Regions from separate parts of the Mus musculus genome. Here all the other regions are linked to region 1. A link is a contact called in public ChIA-PET, Micro-C and promoter capture Hi-C data. All regions are on one chromosome and are shown on one strand. Each heading gives the region's core, a stretch centred on a gene start, on an enhancer-like site or on the middle of the called end of the contact. The rest is flanking DNA. Distances are from core to core; before and after follow the strand shown.

Region 1 (3,786 bases), core at 49-2,548:
CAATCAAGCAGTTGAACGGCCAAAACCAAAGGGAATCTGAAACAGGTCTGGAAAGTAGAAAACCAGGGCTGATAACAGTTGAACTCACTCTCCTCATAGAGGCTAGGAAGGGCTTGTCTGGGGAAGTGACCCTGCAGTGGAGAATAACCTGCAGCTCTAGGTGATATGGAGCTGGACAAACATTTCCCTGCAGAGGAAATAGCAGGTGCAAAGGCTCTGTGCCGAGGGAGCATCATGGAGGATGGGTGGGGATTCTGGAGAGGGGAGGGTTTATAAGGGATGCAGGAGTCCATGGGCCCAGTTAAGGTTTAGGTCTTTCTTCTTAGCACAGTAGGGAGACACTGAAAGGTTTGAAGCCGCTTTAAAGAGCTAAACTCAGCCTGACTTAGCAAGCCTGGCTTTGGTCAGCACCTTTGCACAGTTAGATTTCTAAGGCAAGGGTTCAGATGGGTTTGGTTACCATAGAGACGGCTGGGTGGACACAAACAATTATGATAATGAAGCTACAGACTTGAGCACTGGGGGATATAAACGAACCGGGTTCTGGGTGCGCTTTGCTGGAAAACACATTTTGCCCACACAAAGGGTCTGATTATGAAAAGGGACCTGCCATGAATATGAACGAAACCCAGGGACCACAGAGCCAAGATGCTGGTGCCATAGCAACCCGGGACTCAAGGGCTTCTCTTCTGTATTTTCAACAGAGCCCCAAGGAGCGTGGGGCAGGGACAAGGGGGTCAAAGGCCATGTGAAGAGAGCCCTGTCCACCGGCACCGCGTAATCAGCCTCTTAATTCTGATAAGCCCTCACCCTAGCAGAACCAGGCAGCCTCATTCTGTAGTTGAAGATACCGGATCTGAGAGGGATGGTGCTGGCTGCTGACAGGCTGGTGCCAGGCATCAGGTGGCGTCTCCGGATAGAAAGCTTCGCCTAGTCCCTGCCTCCTTCCCGGCTTAGAGCATGTTTCCATAGACTGAAGTGGGACACGAGTTCAAAGCTAATCTGAGCTACACCGTGAGACTCTGTCTCAAAAAAAAAAAAAAAAAAAAAAAGGTCCCAAAGCCGGAGCATCACCGTGATGAAGAGTGAGAAGCTGTTGGCCTAAAGTTGCTGAGCGCTCACGAAGACAGACAGGGAAGGGCCAAGTCTACAGGTCCTAGAGGCTCCGCTGAGCGCGGAAAGGTCGCGAGGCGGAACCAAACTAGCAGGGTGAAGTGTGTTGTGTGGGGCGGTGTTAATGGCGGAAGAGGCCGGAGGATTTCCGAAGCGAGCGGAAGCGGCGCGGTCAGGGTCGGAAGGAGTCGGAGGCATGGCTGGCACGTCCTCGGAGGCGGAGGCCGAGGCGCTGGCCGCTGCGCGCGAGCGGAGCCGCCTCTTCCTGAGCGGCCTAGAGCTGGTGCAGCAGGGCGCCGAGGCGCGCGTCTTCCGTGGCCGCTTCCAGGGCCGCGCGGCCGTGGTGAAGCACCGCTTCCCGAAGAGCTACCGGCACCCGGAGCTGGAGGCGCGGCTCGGCCGGCGGCGGACAGTGCAGGAGGCGCGCGCGCTGCTCCGCTGCCGCCGTGCGGGTGAGGGGGGCCGGACGGGGCTCCGGGAGACGGGACAGACAGGGCTGCGGGAGACCAGTGGGACGTGAGAGACGGGGCTCCGATTTCTAGGGGACAGGATCAGATGGCAATGCTTAAGGACTCAAGGCGACAGTCAGGACGCCATTCTGTTTGGTTCGCGGGGCTTGTTTAGCGCTCGGGTCCCTCCGTTTCTCATTTCTCTGTTTCTGCTTACCGTCCTTCCCTCTCCATTTGGTGGTCTTAAGCAGTAGGTGTCCTGACAGGCGGGTGGCAGGAGCCGGGCTCTGTGGATTCACATTCTCCCTGCATTGTCTCCCTCGTAGCCATTCAGCGAGTCGTCTAGCCCAGTTACCTTGTATGTCACCGGAATCTCAGGGATATTGTGGTCATTAAAGAAGGCATATGCATCACATGTTCTTATGCTGACATAGTTCAGTAAATGTTTGATTTCATTAAATTGTTATTCTTTTCTTTAAAAAACATCCACACCCCCACAAAACAACAACAACAACAACAACATTACTCCAGAGAAAATGAGACTCAAAGAGGGGAAGTGCCTGAGGTTCCACAGCTACCAGGCAGCCTGTCTGTGGCCCAGAACCACCGAGCCTTTGCTATTTTTCTCTTTAATGGTTTTTAGGTGCCCACTGCCAGGACATTGATAGGTGCCAGGAGCCAGGGGAAATGCAGAAGTGAACAGGCCTGTGCTTTTCTGCCCTAGAGGGGCAATGGAGTTATAAAGAAGTGTTCATATATTCTCCTTTACCTTTTGTAAGTTTTATCAGACATGGGTGGGGGCTACCTTGGTACCCCAGTTTCTAGGAAACTGTTCTGAACTTGGTTGACATTCAGGAGAGACTCCTGGTGTTAACTGGAGGTTTTGTTACCACTTTACAGTTGTGGAGACTGAGGCATAGAGTAGCTAAGGGAACCTTGAGGTTTCACGCCTAATAAGGGATCTGAACCTGCCTGTTCCAGAGCACAGATGAGCCTGTAAGGTGACACCCTGCTTAGCCACTTGCCTGGTGACTGTCAGGTAGAAACTGCCCAGACTGCAGGATGCTTTCCTTCTGGCTTCTTGTTTTGTTTGTTTTTAGGGAGCAGCAATGAATTCCAGTCCTCAGGTGGCTTGAGAAAGGAGGAGCAAGCCTTGATACTTCCAGACTTACCCTGGCCTGGTCTCAGGCCGTAGTCCTGCAGGGCTTTAACAGGGCAAGCTCTGGATAAATTGTATCATTTTCCACAGTAGTCTAAACCCTGTTCCAAAGCTGTCTGCCTGTGCATGAAGCTGGCCTTCATGAAGATGCGTTCCCTAACCACGTGTGTCCATTGCAGGGATAGCTGCCCCAGTCGTCTTCTTTGTGGACTATGCGTCTAACTGCTTATATATGGAAGAAATCGAAGACTCGGTGACTGTTCGGGATTATATCCAATCCACTATGGAGACTGAAAAGGACCCCCAGTGCCTCTTGGACCTGGCCAGGAGGATGGGGCAGGTTCTGGCCGGAATGCACGACCAAGACCTCATTCACGGGGACCTCACCACCTCCAACATGCTCCTGAGGCGGCCCCTGGCGCAGCTGCACATCGTGCTCATCGACTTTGGGCTGAGCTTTGTCTCAGGACTGCCGGAAGATAAAGGCGTCGACCTCTATGTCCTGGAGAAGGCCTTCCTCAGCACGCACCCCCACACCGAGACCGTGTTTGAAGCCTTTCTGAAGAGTTACGGGGCCTCGACCCAGAAGTCCAGTCCAGTGCTGAAGAAGTTAGATGAGGTGCGCCTGAGAGGGCGAAAGCGGTCCATGGTCGGGTAGTGGAGCTGTGGTGAACTGGCTCACGGTGAAGGATGATGTAGACGAGGCTGGACCCCTCAGCAAAGCATGGGTTGTTAAGTGGTCTGTGATCGTGCTGGGCCACCACCATCCATGGCTCACTGTTCTCAGGGGCTTCATGTACATGAGGTTTATTCTAGGCAGAGCTGGGTGGGTAGCCTGGGCTGGCTTCAAACTATGTAGTTGAGGATAACATTGAACTTCTGGTGTTCCTGTATCCGTTGGAGTATCGATGTGTGCTGTCACATCTGGTTTCTTTGGTGCCTTGGGCTTGCTAGTCAAGCACTCTACCAACTGAGCTGCATCCCAGCCCTAGACCTGGCTGTTCCAGATCACCAAGCTTTCCCAGACAGTGGCTGTGGAGCTCATGCAGAGCAGGCAGCCTTGAG
Region 2 (3,720 bases), core at 646-3,145, 300 kb before region 1:
TTTCCTTTCCTTCCTCTTTCTTTCTTTCTTTCTTTCTTTCTTTCTTTCTTTCTTTCTAATATATTTTTCATTAGATATTTTTCTTTATTTACATTTCAAATGTTATCCCCTTTCCTGGTTTCTCCTCCGAAAACCCCCTATCCTATCCCTCCAGACAGGATTCTGAGAAAATTGTCTGAGTGCCTTTAGTATCTGTGTGCTTCAGTTCCCTCATCTGTGAAACAGGATGGTAGCTCTTACCCTTGAGAGTACAACAGGGCTTATGGTCGGTACAAAGTGCTTAGGACCAAGTTCGCACCCGGTAGGTGCTGTGTATGTATTTGACAGAAAAAAAAGTCAAAAGTGACTGAGTATTGGTTGGAATCGTTTGGAGGGTTTGTGGGATTCCTACAACTTGGGATTACTCAGGATGACGTCACTGGGGTCTCCTGTCACCTATATGCTAGACATGTCACTGACACCACAGCTGGCTATGGGACTCGAGTGATGAATGTCCCAGCTGGGTTACTTACTGTCCCAGGGCCACCGAGCTAGGGGAGCCATTTCCAAGTCAAGACTTAGGTTGGGTCTGTGTGAAGCTAGGGGTCTGATGCCCGGCGTCCTGTGCTGGGTCTGTGATGCAGCTAGTGTCCTCCTTCTCCACCAGAGTTGACCATGGCCGAGATGCGGCAGAGCCTGGAACAGGAGCGGGATCGGCTCATTGCCGAGGTGAAAAAGCAACTGGAGCTGGAGAAGCAGCAGGCGGTGGACGAGACCAAGAAGAAGCAGTGGTGTGCCAACTGCAAGAAGGAGGCCATTTTCTACTGCTGCTGGAACACCAGCTACTGTGACTACCCCTGTCAGCAGGCCCACTGGCCCGAGCACATGAAGTCCTGTACCCAGTCGGGTAATGTCTGGTCGCACACCTCAGGGGCTGCGTGGTGGGGCTTCCCAGCCAGGGTGCTAAAAAACACTTGCCCAGGCTCTTGCCACTTCTGTTCATAAACAACTGTTGCTCTGATATACAAGAGACGCAGATGTGAAGTTAAATCTCAAAACCTGGCAGTGTCTACAGCCTTCAGCAGCCAGATTAGTGGAGCTTTTGAGTGGTTGATCTAGTGCTGAGAGTGGTTCTGTGGTTCGTGTTCTCTCTCTCTCTCTCTCTCTCTCTCTCTCTCTCTCTCTCTCTCTCTCTCTCTCTCTCTCTCTCTCTCATGTCTACACTGTTTTGTCTGCATGGAGGCCAGAAGAGGCCACCAGATCTCATTACAGATGGTTGTGAGCTGGGAATTGAACTCAGGACCTCTGAAAGAGCAGCCAGTGTAGCGCTCTTAACCTCTGAGCCATCTCTCAGCCCCTAGAACCTCTTTGAGATGATAATGGTCCACTGCCTCAAACAGGATGCTATCCCAGTCCTTAGGTTAAGGAAGAGACCACCCCTGGATGTTCCTTGCTGTCTGGGGTTATCTGGGTGGGGAGTGGTTCTTTATGGTCAGTGTGCCCCACATTCGAGAATGTGTAATGTCAGAGACTAACCATATTGCAGAAGTACCTACACGGAGGCCTCTCCCAAATGAACATCACCAAACAACGATTGTCCAGTCAGTCTTGATAACCAACCAGTTAGTCTCCGGCAAACACACACCACCCGGGCTCTCCACATTCTCGAATGTGGGGCACACTGACCATAAAGACATTCCCCACACCACCCAGGTGGTGTGTGTTTGCCGGAGACTAACTGGTTGGTTATCAAGACCATAAGGAACCACTCCCCACCCAGATAACCCCAGACAGCAAGGAACATCCAGGGGTTGTCTCCTTTTAGATGCTAGCAGGAAACACCTGCTGTGGTTAGTCTCTGACATTACAAGCTGGACTTTCTTTGTGGTATGGTGACGTCTCTGTCTCTAACTCTTCTTCACCCAGAAGCTCTGTGCCCCTCTCAAAGGATGCTAGTCTCTCACTCTGCCTCAGCTGGGCTGAGGTGGATCTAGGCCTAGTGGAGGAGGTTGCAGGCTTCCTTGAACGGTGGTCACATCCTGGCTCCCCACAAGTTTCCTTTGATTGGAGAACATGTTCTCAGCAAAATGATGTAAAAATTGAATTGCTAAGTATGAAAAGGTCTATTTGCAAATAAAGTTTGGAGCTCTGGGTTTCAGAGTCGAAGGCCCATGCGAGATCTCTAAGTGGGTTTGGGAGAGATGGAGCCTGGCGAGGTTGAATTGGGACTGAGCTGTGGGGGCCTCGAGGGGTAGCCATTTGAAAGCTGGGCTCCTGGATGTTCACACACGGCTTGAAGCATCTCATGACTTTCTCGTTCTCTTTGGTCCCCAGCGACTGCCCCTCAGCAGGAAGCAGATGCCGAGGCAAGCACAGAAACAGGAAATAAGTCATCGCAGGGCAACTCCTCCAACACACAGTCAGCACCTTCAGAACCGGCCAGCGCCCCCAAAGAGAAAGAGGCGCCAGCGGAGAAGAGCAAGGACAGTAGTAACTCGGTGAGAATCCCCAAGCTGACAGTCGCCTTGTACCAAGGACCCTTTCCTGTATCTGCCACCACTGGATGCCCTTCACTGTTCCGGTTTATCTGGGTGGGGAATGGTTCTTTATGGCCAGTGTGCCCCCCATGCGAGAACACGGAGAGCCGGGCTGGTGTGTATGTGGGACCTTCAGTTGTTCTGTGGGGTTCCTCAAAGTTCAGAAGGGCGCCCCCCTGCGGAGGTAAAACAATGTCTCTTCTGGGGCCCTGGAAGCCACCAGCCACACGTCACTGACTAGAAGTGTGGCTGATGTGACCAAGGACCTGCTTATTTTAAAGTAACTTGGGATTGAAGTGGCCACGTGTGGCCAGTGCTGTTTCGATGGACCATAGGGCTCGAGCAGCTGCTTGCTTCCTGTGGGGTATGTGATAACAGTTGAATGCCTGGGCCATTTTAAGGGTCATGGTTACTGCTCTTTGCCTGCACTTGTAGCTGTGTATCTCAAGAGCCCAAATCATTAGATGGTCGGTAAAATACTATTGCCTCGGAAGAGACTTAACATGAAGTAAAAAGAGATTTTTGAGCAGTATATACCTTCTTTGCAAAGCAGGGTACTGGGTAGGTCTGGGGATGTAGTGGATGTAGGGGAAGCCAAGGCGACAGGGATGAGTGGGGGACCATTCCAATGCTTTGTTCTGGCCTTTCGGATCTGGTATACAGTGTGTGGCCGTCCACCTGCCCTGGCTCTGGTCTGATCACCAGGTAGAGACCTCTAAGGGTGGGAGGAGTGGTGAGCCATCCTGTGATTCCCTGGGGTTCTATGGTTTCATCTTTTTGTTTATATTTCTAGACCCTGGATCTTTCCGGCTCCAGAGAGACGCCCTCCTCTATGCTCTTAGGCTCCAATCAAAGCTCTGGTATGTCGCCCCCTGGTGGCCACATGGGGTTTTGTATTTCACTTGGTCATGTTGGGGGAAGTCAAAGGTTTGGGATTTTTTGGCGTACCTTGGATGGATTTGGGTGGAGGTGTGGCTAGGCGAGGTGTTACACAGGTGCCTCCTTGTATTGGTCACCCACGTGTGTCATGTTTAATGAGTGCACCCTTCACGGGGACACAGGGTGATCCGCTCAGGTCTCCGAGGTCCTCAGGGCATATTTGATTGATGAAGACCCTCAAAGCCTTTAGTGATGAATAGAACTTCTATGTTGAGCCTTCTCTGGGGTCCAGTACTAGGTGCTGTGGAATTTGAGCCTCCCTCTC
Region 3 (3,889 bases), core at 417-2,916, 390 kb before region 1:
TCAGTAGCTGAGGGGGACTTTATTGCTTTCTGGGTCCACCTCCTGGTGTCTGGCTGCATCAACTGCCGGCCCCTGAAGAAAGGTGTTTATTTAGCGTCTTTTTTTTTTTTTTAAGAATCTTGTTAATTAAGGATGTTGTTGTTTTTAAAAAAATAGCTAAGAATAGGAGAGAGCCTTGGACAGTTTTTGATTCTCCTCTGTGCCTTTTCTACAAATGACAGTTTTTAGGAAAGAATCAGGCACTGGTCTCCCACCCAGCACCATCGGGGAGAATTCTAAGCAGGTCTGAGGAACTAGTTAATATTTTACTGGGGAGCAGAGCCAGAGATGGGGGGAGTAGGGGGACTGCCAATGTGAGGCTGTGTGTGTGAAATTGCCCTTCCATCTGCCTTAGGGGACGAAAAGAAGCAGTTCTCTGTGGAAATAAATTGAAGCAAGAAGCCTTACGAAGCCCAGGGGATTTGTCTGCCCACCAAACAGGGCCCAGTTTCCCCCCAGAACACACATACAGGGGCGATTGTGGCAGAAAGGGCCAACCTGTGGGTGTGTAGGCCTGACTATAATGGACGGGCTTGTTTCCTGGCCCGGTTTGACATCTTTCTCTGTCCCTCTGGATTTAAATGGCTTCTCTGACTGAGAGGCACTGCCTGTATGCCCTGGATTCACAAGGTCCACGCCTCCTTGGGAAGCAGAAGCGAGACAGCAGCTAGCTAGCTCCCTCTCTCTCTCTCTCTGCATCTGCCCGGAGAGCTGCAGCTGGTATTTTTCCACAGGCCCTTTTCTACAATCTCAGGGCCTAGTTTTTCCCAGCGAGGCCCAGAGTCCCAGAGAGGGTTAACAGGCAGGAAGCTGAAGGCATCACAGACTAAGACGGAAGTCAGATTTTTGTTTAACTGACAGGTTTAGCAGGCCTCATCGGTGGGGGGAGGGAGCAGAGGGAGGGAAGACTTAAATGGAGGCATGTGGCCTGCTAGCAACGCATTTGGCTTTTCTTAGGGTAAGCCTGGAGAGGGTATCTCCCTTGCCATCCTGACAGAGCCCTTTTTGGTTTGTCTTTGAGGATCGGCTGAGGGGTGGCGGTGAGAGGTTAGAGGTCTCCCAGTTTTGCAAATGGCTCTGTGGGCCTGCCTTTTTTCCAAGAGCCACTTTGACCATGACTAGGCAAACTTGATCGCTCCACCTCACAGCAAGCTGCACCTCTCAGCTCCCTGGAACCTGGGTGCCCCTTGCTGATTTGTTGGGGCTCCCTCGGGCTGCCTGTCTCACTCCCCGCGCGCGCCCCCCCCCCCCGCCCCCCTCAGAGGCCTGCGTCTGGCCTTGTCCCTATTGCTTCTGCCTCCCTGGGGCTCTCTCCACCCCTAAGCTCGACTTTGTCCTTTGAGACCCACTCAAGCTGGCTTGTTCTATAAAACGGCCTGCTCGCCTTCTTAGAGAAGGACTTGTGTGTGGGGGCAGGCGTGGATGGGTCAGCCAGCCCACCCCAAAAGGGCCCTTCCCAGTGGCGCGCTGGCTTCAGGCTTTGCTGGAGCAGGTCAGGCTGGCTGCACGGGTTTGCCTGGCCTGGGGGATCGAGCCAGGGGGTGGGAGAAGTGCTTGTGGAGGCCCCTGTCCCAAGTTTTCCCTCCTGCAGAAGGCCTAGCTTAGCCTGTCTTTTTCTATGCACAGGATGGCTCTTGCTCACCCGAGCCTCACAAAGATAATCGCTCAGGAAGTGTTTCAGCCAATCGGCGGCGGCTTTACACTCCGATTGGCCGGGGCAGCCAATCGGGGATGAGCTTTTATTAGGCGGCCAGATCATCAGCCGAAGTGCCAAACCCTTTTTCTGTGAGAACTAGGAGCCTGTCCTCCATGTTTTATAAGTATTGACATTACACAGTTAACAATGCATCCACAGAGGTAAGCTCGGCTTTTTAACCATCTTTTCCCCCCTCCCTCCGAGTCATCGAGTCGTGGACTAGCAGTGTGATTTCTCTGTAGCCTGGCTCTGCCACACTTCCCCCCCCAGAGCACTTAGGGTAACTTGGGACTGTTTAGAGAGATTTTTTTTTTCCTTTTTGGGTCACATGGCTAAGTAGCCATTAGCCATAGCTTGATTTTACAGACTGGTGAGGGCTTGGAATACCTTTATTTTGACCAGGACAAAGAATTTCTGGACTAGTTTGAAGCTAGATCCTGGTATGCCAAAAGAGAAGCTATTATCCCCCCTTCTTTTATTTTATTTTTCCCTCCCTTCCTCTCCCCCCTCTCCCTCTCTCTCTGAACAGTCCTCCCCCTGCACTGTCGGCCGCTGTGTGTCACATGCCTGCTGGGGGAAGAAAATGGAAGGTAAGCCAGAAGCCAGAAGGTCTTCTCCCAGCACAGTTCAGGACTGCCTGTGGCAGAGAGCAGAGCAAGCCAGCTTGCTTCTCCAGAGCGGTTCTGGGAAAGGCTGGGCTAAGTTCTGACAAGAGAGGATGCGTGTTTGCACCAGAAGTCAGGCCTGAACAAGAACAGTACTCAGGGACCCAGGCTGGTTCCTGGGCCTAGGTGGGTGGTGGCGTGTGGACTGTCATCTCTTCCTCTCCAGAGCTTCGCACTCGCAGCAACATTGTTCAGGGTTTTTTTTTCCTCCCCCCGACTTAGCTTGGTACAGAATGTTCTTCAAGTCAGCCTACAGCCAGCAAATGGTTCTGAAAGTGTTTCCTAGCCTCTGAGGGAGTTTTTGGAGTAGGCTTGGTGCCTGGGGGGTTGGGGGTGGGTGGGGTGGGAGTGGGGATGGGGAGAGATTTTGAATAACATCCTGAAGGGGGGAAAAAAAGAGATCTGTGAAGACTCTGACTCCTTTAGTTTTATACTTCTTGCATGATTTTTCCATGGGCTAATGTCTCTTTTATCCTTGTCTCCCTCCCCCCTTTTCAAACATTCTATCATCTTCTGTCTTCTGTGATACAGTGCAGGGGACATGGCTCATACATACCTGAGGCTCATGACAGCATCCCATATCCAGTTGCTGGGTTGTGTTGTTGTGGTTGTTGTAGTGGTGGTGGTGGTGGTGGTGGTGTGTGTTTTTAATAATACCATGTAACTGTTTACCAAAAAAAAAAAAAAATTTCCTTTTTGATCAAGTCCCAAATCTGCCAGCCTGTCCTCTCCTCCTAACTGGGGAAAAGTGAGACGGTTGCTTGAACGTGTGTTGGGTAAGTAAACCTGCCTCCTCTGCGAACGTGGATCAAGAGTTTGGTGAACCTCTGGGGTCTGTGGTAATGGGGGTGGGGAGAGGGTGGCTTCCAGAGAGTGTCTTTGAGTTTAGGTGATGGCTGGAATCCACTGTTGTTCCTGCTAATCTGCAGTTAGGGCTGCAGCTCTCACTTCCTGCTTACTCTCCGCTGGGGGCAGGAATTACTGGGTTCCTTGTGACTCGCAGCTAGACCTTGGATTGTGCTTGGCTCTTCTGAACTCTGGGTAGGTGATCTGCTTGTGAAATGTGAAATGTGAGCAAAGCTGTTTTGTCCTTCCAGGGTTCCAGAGCCCCCCCCCCCCACACACACACAGGGCATGTGCCTGCATGTGCGCCTTGTGTTTTCATATGTAAGTTTTATGGTGTTTACATCTAGAACAGAAGCCTAGCCACTCCCAAACTAGGTTTGGCTTAGAACCCACTGACCACTAGATACAGCCTTCACCTCCCTGAAAGTCTGGGCCACACACCCCTGTACATGTTGGCTTTGCATTTGCCCTACTTTTGAGGCTGCAGCTAGAATCTTAAAGTCCTCACCTTCAGGGTCCACCTGGAAACTCACCACATCTAGTTCCTGCTTTGAGACCCAGTCAGGCTGCATGGAAGGGCTGTCTCTGAGCAGTGGTTATCCTAGGCCAACGGCACAGACTCTTGACTTTTTTTCTTCTAGTG
Region 4 (4,074 bases), core at 1,040-3,539, 410 kb before region 1:
TGTTTGTGTGTATGTTTGCTTGTTTGTTTTGGGTGGGCTGAAAATGTAGCTCAATACTTCCTGGGCATCGAGACTCTGGGTTCGTTTCGTTCCCCAGTGCTGCATAGAAAAGACAGGTTTTTTTTGGTTCTGTCATATGTGGAACCTGTCTCAGCCTCTGGAGTGGTGGGTTCACAAACGTGGGTGAGGCCTTCTCATGTCACCCTGTGTTTGTTGGTTACCAGGATGTTTGTGTTCATTTCAGGGAGTGCCCGGGTCCTCCTGGCAGCAGAAGTGGTGGTCTCTTGAGAAGGCAGAACCATTAGGCGTTGGGTTGGGCCCGGCTGCTCCCCTGTGTCAGCCTGTCTGGTTTAGCTGCCACGCAGGGACTCTGTCTAGCTTTGTGTTGGAAAGGTTGCCGGGGAGCACAAGGGTGTACATCACCTTAAACAAAATTCCTCTGTATCACTCTGTCACTCCCTCGGGCCCAACACCACTCGGCTCAGCACTTTGTTCTTCCTTTATTTATTTAAATTATTTATTCATTTGTTTTGTTTTGTTTTGTTTGAGACAGGGTTTCTCTGTGTAGCCCTGGCTGTCCTGGAACTCACTCTGTAGACCAGGCTGGCCTCGAACTCAGAAATCTGCCTGCCCCTGTTTCCCAAATCCTGGGATTAAAGGCGTTCGCCAACATTGCCTGGCAGCAGCACTTTCTTTTTTTTTTTTTTTTTTTTTTTTTTTTCGAGACAGGGTTTCTCTGTGTAGCCCTGGCTGTCCTGGAACTCACTCTGTAGACCAGGCTGGCCTCGAACTCAGAAATTCACCTGCCTCTGCCTCCCAAGTGCTGGGATTAAAGGCATGCGCCACCATGCCCGGCAGCACTTTCTTAAGAAGGAAAAAAAAAAAAGAAAAGAAAGGAAAAGAAAAGGAAAGAAAAGAAAAGAAAAAAGAAAAGGAAGGAAGGAAGGAAGGGAGGAAAGACACATTGACTCATTTGTCTCCTGTAGCCCAGGCTACACTCTGACTCTCCATGGAGCCGATTTTGCTTCTCACATCTCAGTTACCCAAAGGCTGGGGTTCGAGGCTTGTGCCAACATCAGCCCCTCCGCTGGGGCTGAACCATCTCTCCCAGTCTCCCTCTCTTTGACTCCAGTATTTGCCTAGATGGTTTCTGGCTATTAGGACATCTGCCTGTCTTTGTCGGGAAGTGGTCAATTCCTAGAGCACTCCCTCTCCCTCCCACCCTCAGCCCTCCTCCCCGCCCCCCCCCCCCCCCCAGCAGGGCTCCAGAAATTAGAAGCCCTCCCTCTGTTCAGAGGCAAGTTCTAGCAGAAGCTTCAAGGCCTTGAGACCCATATGTCACTGGAGGCGGTTTTTACATAAATGCTCAGGGAACAACTGTCACCAGGGTCCTTAAAAAGCACTTCACAGTTCATCTCCCCTGAGCTCATCCGCTCTGAATAGTGTGGGAGGGCGGGCGGACAGGAACCTGCTCAAAGTCCCATCAGAAGATGCCCCAGCTAGGCACAGACTCTTCCCCTAGGACCTTCCTGCGGTGACCCGAAGTGGCCATCTTCTGAGGTTACAGCTGGGCACTCGCCTGTGACCATCATGGCAAACTGGTCAGTTCTCAGGCTTTAGCCCATGTGATCTTTCTGGAGCCTTGATTTGGCTAATAACTCCTTCCTCCAAACCCTTTCTCCCCCCCCCCCCGCCCCCCCACAGAGTATTGAGGTGTCCATCTGGCTAGTCCTCTGCTTACTTTTCTTCTCTGGAAATTCCCAGCCATCCCTTTCCCGCCTCTGTCTCATCTCTCCCCACACTCCTAAACGGGGTTTCTCTGTGTAGCCCTGGCTGTCCTGGAACTTGCTTGTAGACTAGGCTGGCCCCAAACTCACAGATCTGCCTGCCTCTGGTGGGATTAAAGGCATGTGCCACCATGCCGGGTTCTAACTGTGTATTTCATCACAGCCCCAGAGAGCTTCATGGTCTGACATCTGAACTGAGTCTCTCCATGATGCCAGTTGGGGGTGATGTCACCTCCAACCACAGCTCCTATATCCACTAGATGCTAGTGCCACCCGACCCCACCACCGTTCCTGTGTCAGCTGGCACCAACGCAAGTTCCCATCAGCTGACTCCCAGAGAGCAGAGGATCTCAGAAGGCATCTTGTCTCCTCTGCCTCTCTCCCTCCCCCAGCCCTGTCAGTCTGATTTCTAAATGATCCAGAGCTTGTCAGTTCTGGCCATCTTCGTATTTTCCACCCTAGCCTGAGGTATGTCCATCTCGGGCCTGGAATGTTCCAGCTGGGCGCCCCTCCCCCACTGCTCCCTGCGACCTGCTCTGGCTTCTTTTAGTCCAGATTCAGCCTCTAAGACAGCTAAGCGTTTCCTCCCTGTCTCCTCCGCGGAGAGCCTCCAGCGATTTCTGGTCTCATCCAGATTACAAACAAACATTCTTGAGTGCATGTGTGCAGTCTGTGCATCTGCATATAGAGGCTGGCCAGCTGGAAGTCAGTCACACAAACGTCTGGACGCCCTGCTCTGCCCCGCCCGGCCCCACTTTGTGTGTGTGTGTGTGTTTGTGTGTGTGTAAGGCTCATTGTGTAGCCCTGGCTACCTCACTGTGTAGACCAAGCTGGCCTTGAACTCCCAGACAACCTCTTGCCTTTAATTCCCCAGGGCAGATTTTAACAGGATTTCTGAGGGCTGCACTTAAGTCCATGTTGTTAATGTGTTGTTAGTGCAGTACGCACATGACCCACTAAGCTATCTCTCCAGCCCTCTTTTTTTTTTCCCCGTATTTATGATTTACTTTTATCTATGTGCATGCGTGAGTGTGTACTATGTGTGTGCATGTGTGCCAGGTATGTGTATGTGTGCGCATGCGCCCTTGGAGGCTAACCGAGGTCATCAGATCCTCCTGAGCTGGAGTTAAAGATGCTAAGCTGTAAGTGTGGTTTAACAAGCAGGCAGCCCCCAGACCTTACCTTTTTGTTTGTTTGTTTGTTTGTTTGTGTTTGTTGGTTTAATGTATGTGAGTGTTTCGCCTGCATATATGTATGGATGTGTATGACACACAATCCTGGTGTCTAAGGAAATCAGAGGAAGACCTCAGATCCCCCAGAACTGGAGTTACAGAGAGTTGTAAGCCTTCCCTGTCTGCTGAAAATCAAATCTGGATCTTCTGCAAGAGCAACAGATACAGGGCTGTAGAGAGGGCTCAGCAGCTAAAGCATTCGCTGGTCACTCAGAGGACATAGGTTCGATTCCTAGCACCAACATCCTAACCCTCTGCTGCACAGGAATGGCCTTGTGTGGAAATAGAGTCTTTATAGAAGTAATTAAGTTAAAATGGGACTGGATGGGTCCTACCCGATGGAAACACCTCTTTTGTATATTTATTTGTAGTATTTACTTTTACTCGTGTGGGATTGAGTGTGGATGGGCACATCTCCCATCCGAGTGCTAACCAGGCCTGACCCTACTTAGCTGACAAGATCAGACACATTCATTGTGTTGTGTGTGTGGCATTAGGTAATGTTTACCTGTAGGTGCCTAGCATCGGATCCCCAGGAGCTGCTGTGGGTTCTGGGAACTGAATGCAGACAGGAAGAGCTGCAAGCTCCTTAGTTGGTCATGTGTCTCTAGATGAGATGAAAGCTATAGAAGCTGGACCAAGCTGTTGCCTTTCAGAAGCCTGCGTTCTGGCGAGTGGCAATGGCCTGCTAGCTGTCAACTGCTGCTGAGCAGGAGGCAGTGACAATGATGGGAGTGGGGGCCTCTCAGAGGGGACAGCTGAGCCCAGACCGGGATGAGACACGCAGGGAGGTTTGGAGGTGCCTGGGGAACTGCATTCAACCTGGGCAGGGGTTGGGTGGGTACCTCCTGGGGTCTGTGGCAGTGTCTAGAGAGCCTGGGAGTGGACTTTGCTTTCAACTCAAACTGTGGCAAAGAGTGCCCCTCAACACCATGTCTAGGGTGTCTTCAGCCATAGAGCAGCCCCACACTTAGGGTCCTTGGGATATGTACCCCTCAGCTATAGAGAGAAGGGGAGACCTCACCCCACTCCACCCCTACCCCCCAGCCTTTGTA
Region 5 (4,010 bases), core at 34-2,533, 280 kb before region 1:
AGAGCTCTTGCCACTCCCTGTCAGGTCAGGCATGTTGTGGTCCCCTGGCTGTGCCCGGCTGAGTGGTGAGGACAGGCTCTTTTGTCTAGAATGGTGAATGGCAGAAAGTAGATGCTCAGCTAGCATAACCCTCATGCTGGCTGGAGCACCTAATGCCATGAAAGGAGGGAAGTGGAGGGAGACTGTGGCAGCTGCCAGCCACAGACCAGAGCACCTAGGTGAGGTGGGTGGGTGGGCCAGGCCTGAAGTCATTTTGTTAGGGAGAGGACTAACTGTGGGCAGCCTCCTGGGTGCCTGGCCTTCTCTGAGCTTTCCCTCTGAGACCCTAAACACATTTGCATCTTTTTGGGACTTGTTAAATGGCAGCAAAGGGAAAAACGCACATTCCTGAATTAAGCTTCATAACATTAACTAGGAGCTGGCCTGGCCTTGGGGTGGGGGTGGGCGCTCTCTGGGGTGCTGTTGACAGGGCCAGATCCAGGGTCCGGGCAGCTGGTTCTTTTCCAAGAGGTCCCTGAGCTCTGCTGGAGGCCGAGACCTCAGCTGTGGGATTGTCTTTTCATTAGCCTAATGCTGCCTTTATTAGCAGGGAAGAGTTCTTGGAACCTGCCGCCTCCGCCTTCGAGCATGACATAAAATGCCCTGCACATGCATGTGCACTGGTTCTGCTGGTCCACAGTGTCCCAGGGGTCTGGAACCCGGCCAGGCTGCCAGGGGCAGTGGCCAGGGCCACAAGGAGGATTTGTGAGAGGAAATTACTCAGGATGCTCAGGGATCTGCAAATGGGAGCAGCCTTGGAGAGCAGAGCCTGAGACAAGGCACAAGGCTGGGGGGTGGGAGGCAGGGGGGGGGAACGCACGGGGGGGTTTGGGGGGTGGGGGGGCGCGGGTAGGGGAAGAGCAGTAGGCACGCTGCACAGAGAGGTCCCGTTACCTTTTTGGCTCCTTGCTCTTCCTCTACCCCGTCGCCTATCACAATGTAGACAGCTTTGCGGCCAAACCTCTGCATGATTCTTTCGAAGCAGCTCTCCTTGCCTGCGTGGAGATGGGAGGAAGGAAGGAGACTATGGCTGGGAGAGCCCGCAAGTGGTGGGACAGTGTGGGTGGCAGCTGTCCAGGGAAGGAGATCCAGGGCAACCACTGCCACCCTTTCATTCCCCCCCCCCCCCCCCAGCGAGCTCAGCACTGTCATTAGTTCTACAGGAAGTGGCCAACTCCAACCACCCAGATAATTTGAGCAGCTTGTCCCCAGAAAGAGGCTGAGCAGGGCAGAAAGCAGGCCCCTGTCTATCTCCGGTGCTGCTATTTGGGCCTTGGTATCTCACTCTAACAGAGGACTCGGTCTTGCTCCACAGATTTGCTCCACAGTACTGCAAACCCAGACCCCAAATGCACAATGGCAGACATTTTTTTTTTTTAACCATGGCCAAGTGTGGTGGTGCAGGCCTGCCATCCCAGCTACCTGAGGGGCTGAGGCAGGATTTGAAACCCAAGTTTAAAGCCTGCCTGGGGTAAAAGGGGGCTCAAGGCCAGCAGAGCCAACTTAGTGAGACCTGATCTCAAAATAAGAAGTAAAAACAGGACTGGGGTGTAGCCCAGGGACAGAACGTTTGTCTAGAGTGATCGAAGCCCTAGGTTCAATTCCCAGAACCACAGAAAATAATTATATTCTTATTTTGCCCCAGTAAGAAATTTAGGAAGGAAAAATGACTTAGCTGGTAAGAATGCTTGTTGGGCCGAACGTGGTGGCGTACGCCTTTAATCCCAGCACTCGGGAGGCAGAGGCAGGCAGATTTCTGAGTTTGAGGCCAGCGTGGTCTACAGAGTGAGTTCCAGGACAGCCAGGGCTACACAGAAAAACCCTGTCTCGAAATAAAAAAAAAAAAATGCTTGTTGGGTAAGTATGAGGACCTGAGTTCAGATCCCAGTATCTATGTAACAAACTGGAAGGGTCCCTGTACACATACACGCACACACACACACAGACACACACAGACACACACATGCACACACACACATGTGCACACACACGTGTGCACACACACACACACACACACACACATGCATGCATACACACAGGAATCCAATGCAGGCAGGCAGGATAGCTAGGGCTTGCTGGTTGCCAGCGCAGCCTAAATAAACAAGAAACAAATAAGTTCAAGGCCCAAGTTTGGGGAGACATTCTGATTCAAAATGGAGGAAGAGGGAGAGTGAAAAAGGTGGTCCTCTATATCCCCAGGCCTCTGCCTGTGCAGGCATGTGCATGTCCATGCACACATACGTGAACATATGTCACATACATCACACTCACACGCACAAAATAAAAGAATGAGATTTAAAAATAACTAAGGCTAAAGCCATCTCAACTAACTAGAATTTGTGAGTGTGTGTGGGGTGTACACATGTCTGCTCGTGTGAGTGTGCACAGGTGCACATACCCACGCAGGTGCTGCAGAGGTCAGAGGTCAATGTCAGAGGCCTTCCTAAATGTCTCTCTGTTGTTTGAGACAGGGTCTCTCATTGAACCCAAGTTCTGCAGTTCATCTAGGCTGGCTGTGTGTGCCTGCTCAGTGTGGGGGTTACAAACATGTACAGTCATGCCTCGCTTTTTTTTTTTTCTTTCTTTTTTGAGACAGGCTCTCACTATATAACTGCCCTACACCACTATAGCTGTCCTGGAACTTGCTATGTAGACCAGGCTGGCCTTGAACTCATAGAGGTCCACTTGCTTCTGCTCCTGAGTGCTGGGATTATTCACACACTACCATACCCAGCCATGCCCAGCTTTGTGAGGTGGGTATTGGGCCTCAGCTCAGGTCTCATGGTGTACATTTAGTGCTCTACCCACCAAGCCGTCTCCCCAGACCTAGGTTTGTTTTTATTCTGGCACATTTGGCTTGCAAGAATAAAAAGTGAGCCTTCCCATGAGAGAAAGAAAGCCATCACTCCTTGGTATTCTCAAGGAACTCAGCAAGGCGCTGAGAGTAGTCAGGACTGGTGCTTCCTGTACTTCAAGTCTAATCACATTCTTTGGAGGGCTGTGAGGGTCGTTTGTGGTCTGGGCGAGAGTCCCTTACCTGCCCAACCCCTGCCCAGCCTACCTGTCTTGGTCGCACTGTAGATGTTCTCGATGGGGAACACGGAGCCCAGACCGTACAGCAGGACCTTGGCCAATGCAGGGATCAGTTGCGTGGTGGTGACCAACACATTGACACAGTTGGGTCTGGGGGCAAAGGTTACTTTGTGTCAGTCCCAAAGGTACTATTAGGACAGTCCTGGTGTCATGGGTGGGTTAGGGCAGGATCTGGGGGTGGTGTGTGGGATGGCTGGGCTACCTTCGGGGCGGGGGAGTGATGTCCGGGGACACTGTAGCTGCTTCTGGCCCAAGGCTGCCCCACCTTGGTGTGAAGTAGGGTGGCTCCTTCCTTATCCGTTCATTTATATTTATATGTTTTTGAGACAGGGTCTTCTTGTGATACTTTGGCTGGTCTAGAACTTGTTATGCCAAGGCAGCTCATAGAGGTTTTCCAGCCTCTGACTCCTGAGTGCTGGGGTTAAAGGTGTGCCCATGCTGGGGCCCACTATGCCCAGTTTCTTTCCTTACTTAGAAGCAAGAACGTATTGTAAGAGTGGCAAGCTCGAAAGCTACAAGGTTCCAGGCCATGTGACACAGAAGACGCGTGAGACTGCTCTGGTGAGGACTGGGTTCCACAAGACAGCACAGGGCAGTCCTAATCTTTTGAGAGCTCCGAACCTGGAAGGCTACTGGTGAGAGCATCTCAGCTCTCAGAGCAGGTGCCCACTGTGCCCTCTGGGCCTTGAAGAGTTAAGCTCCAGCCAGAGCTGGGGAAGCAAGTGAGAGCCCTGCCAAGGGTGAGAATGGAGATGTCACTACTGTGCACGGCTGAGCGGGTGGGGGGGGGCACTTGCCGAGAGTTGATGAGATTGAGGGCTTTCAGGGAGTGGGTGAGCCAGAGGTCAGTCAGGGCCTCCAGCTCGGCGCGCAGCTGC

Evidence for each region. Promoter capture Hi-C pulls out the DNA fragments that hold promoters and counts their contacts. A called contact is a pair of places that touch in the nucleus more often than the background predicts. ChIA-PET counts read pairs in DNA pulled down with a chosen protein or histone mark.
Region 2: an RNA polymerase II ChIA-PET map of memory CD8 T cells shows a contact between it and region 1, with 9 read pairs. The contact joins the enhancer-like site here to the promoter of Trp53rka in region 1. A contact is called at or near these places in 3 of 39 promoter capture datasets (HPC-7-derived erythroid cells, cranial neural crest and embryonic stem cells), 1 of 484 Hi-C or Micro-C datasets (the G1E-ER4 cell line) and 2 of 115 datasets of contacts at active chromatin or transcription factors (embryonic stem cells and memory CD8 T cells).
Region 3: an RNA polymerase II ChIA-PET map of memory CD8 T cells shows a contact between it and region 1, with 8 read pairs. The contact joins the promoter of Zmynd8 here to the promoter of Trp53rka in region 1. A contact is called at or near these places in 4 of 39 promoter capture datasets (the 3T3-L1 cell line, 3T3-L1-derived adipocytes, hippocampal neurons and 1 more), 1 of 484 Hi-C or Micro-C datasets (the HPC-7 cell line) and 1 of 115 datasets of contacts at active chromatin or transcription factors (memory CD8 T cells).
Region 4: a contact with region 1 is called in a promoter capture Hi-C map of stem cell-derived epiblast-like cells, with 6 times the contacts expected there. The contact joins the enhancer-like site here to the promoter of Trp53rka in region 1. A contact is called at or near these places in 10 of 39 promoter capture datasets (the 3T3-L1 cell line, the HPC-7 cell line, cranial neural crest and 6 more), 1 of 15 datasets of contacts at CTCF or cohesin (large pre-B cells), 4 of 484 Hi-C or Micro-C datasets (the G1E-ER4 cell line, the HPC-7 cell line and differentiating embryonic stem cells) and 1 of 9 other capture datasets (pancreatic islet).
Region 5: a Micro-C map of the G1E-ER4 cell line shows a contact between it and region 1, with 2.8 times the contacts expected there. The contact joins the enhancer-like site here to the promoter of Trp53rka in region 1. A contact is called at or near these places in 7 of 39 promoter capture datasets (the 3T3-L1 cell line, HPC-7-derived erythroid cells, cranial neural crest and 4 more), 1 of 15 datasets of contacts at CTCF or cohesin (pro-B cells), 1 of 484 Hi-C or Micro-C datasets (the G1E-ER4 cell line) and 6 of 115 datasets of contacts at active chromatin or transcription factors (craniofacial prominence, embryonic hindbrain, embryonic stem cells and 2 more).

The regions. Positions count from the first base shown.
Region 1 is chr2:165,490,826-165,494,611 of GRCm38.p6, reverse strand. It overlaps Trp53rka (transformation related protein 53 regulating kinase A), which reads left to right and starts at 1,298. Exons shown (of 2, transcript NM_001007581.1): 1 at 1,298-1,565; 2 at 2,901-3,786. The coding sequence starts at 1,310. The coding sequence ends at 3,379.
Region 2 is chr2:165,791,561-165,795,280 of GRCm38.p6, reverse strand. It overlaps Zmynd8 (zinc finger, MYND-type containing 8), which reads left to right. Exons shown (of 23, transcript NM_001363020.1): 19 at 647-886; 20 at 2,314-2,477; 21 at 3,310-3,376. Among named protein-coding and RNA genes, the nearest start is that of Gm29993, 62 kb to the right of the region's middle. Within about 2 kb of position 1,895, at least 95 of the 459 cell types and tissues checked have an H3K27ac peak or open chromatin away from gene starts, as enhancers often do. A contact at or near this core is called in the G1E-ER4 cell line and memory CD8 T cells, where this site is marked.
Region 3 is chr2:165,882,615-165,886,503 of GRCm38.p6, reverse strand. Zmynd8 (zinc finger, MYND-type containing 8) reads left to right here and starts at 1,666. Exons shown (of 23, transcript NM_001363020.1): 1 at 1,666-1,896. The coding sequence starts at 1,883. It overlaps 1810021M19Rik (a long non-coding RNA gene), which reads right to left and starts at 775. Exons shown (of 3, transcript XR_866948.2): 1 at 1-775.
Region 4 is chr2:165,904,831-165,908,904 of GRCm38.p6, reverse strand. No RefSeq gene overlaps it. Among named protein-coding and RNA genes, the nearest start is that of 1810021M19Rik, 21 kb to the right of the region's middle. Within about 2 kb of position 2,289, at least 68 of the 459 cell types and tissues checked have an H3K27ac peak or open chromatin away from gene starts, as enhancers often do. A contact at or near this core is called in differentiating embryonic stem cells and pancreatic islet, where this site is marked.
Region 5 is chr2:165,766,249-165,770,258 of GRCm38.p6, reverse strand. Eya2 (EYA transcriptional coactivator and phosphatase 2) reads right to left here. Exons shown (of 16, transcript NM_001271963.1): 13 at 3,930-4,010; 14 at 3,101-3,222; 15 at 934-1,034. Among named protein-coding and RNA genes, the nearest start is that of Gm29993, 37 kb to the right of the region's middle. Within about 2 kb of position 1,283, at least 25 of the 459 cell types and tissues checked have an H3K27ac peak or open chromatin away from gene starts, as enhancers often do. A contact at or near this core is called in the G1E-ER4 cell line, where this site is marked.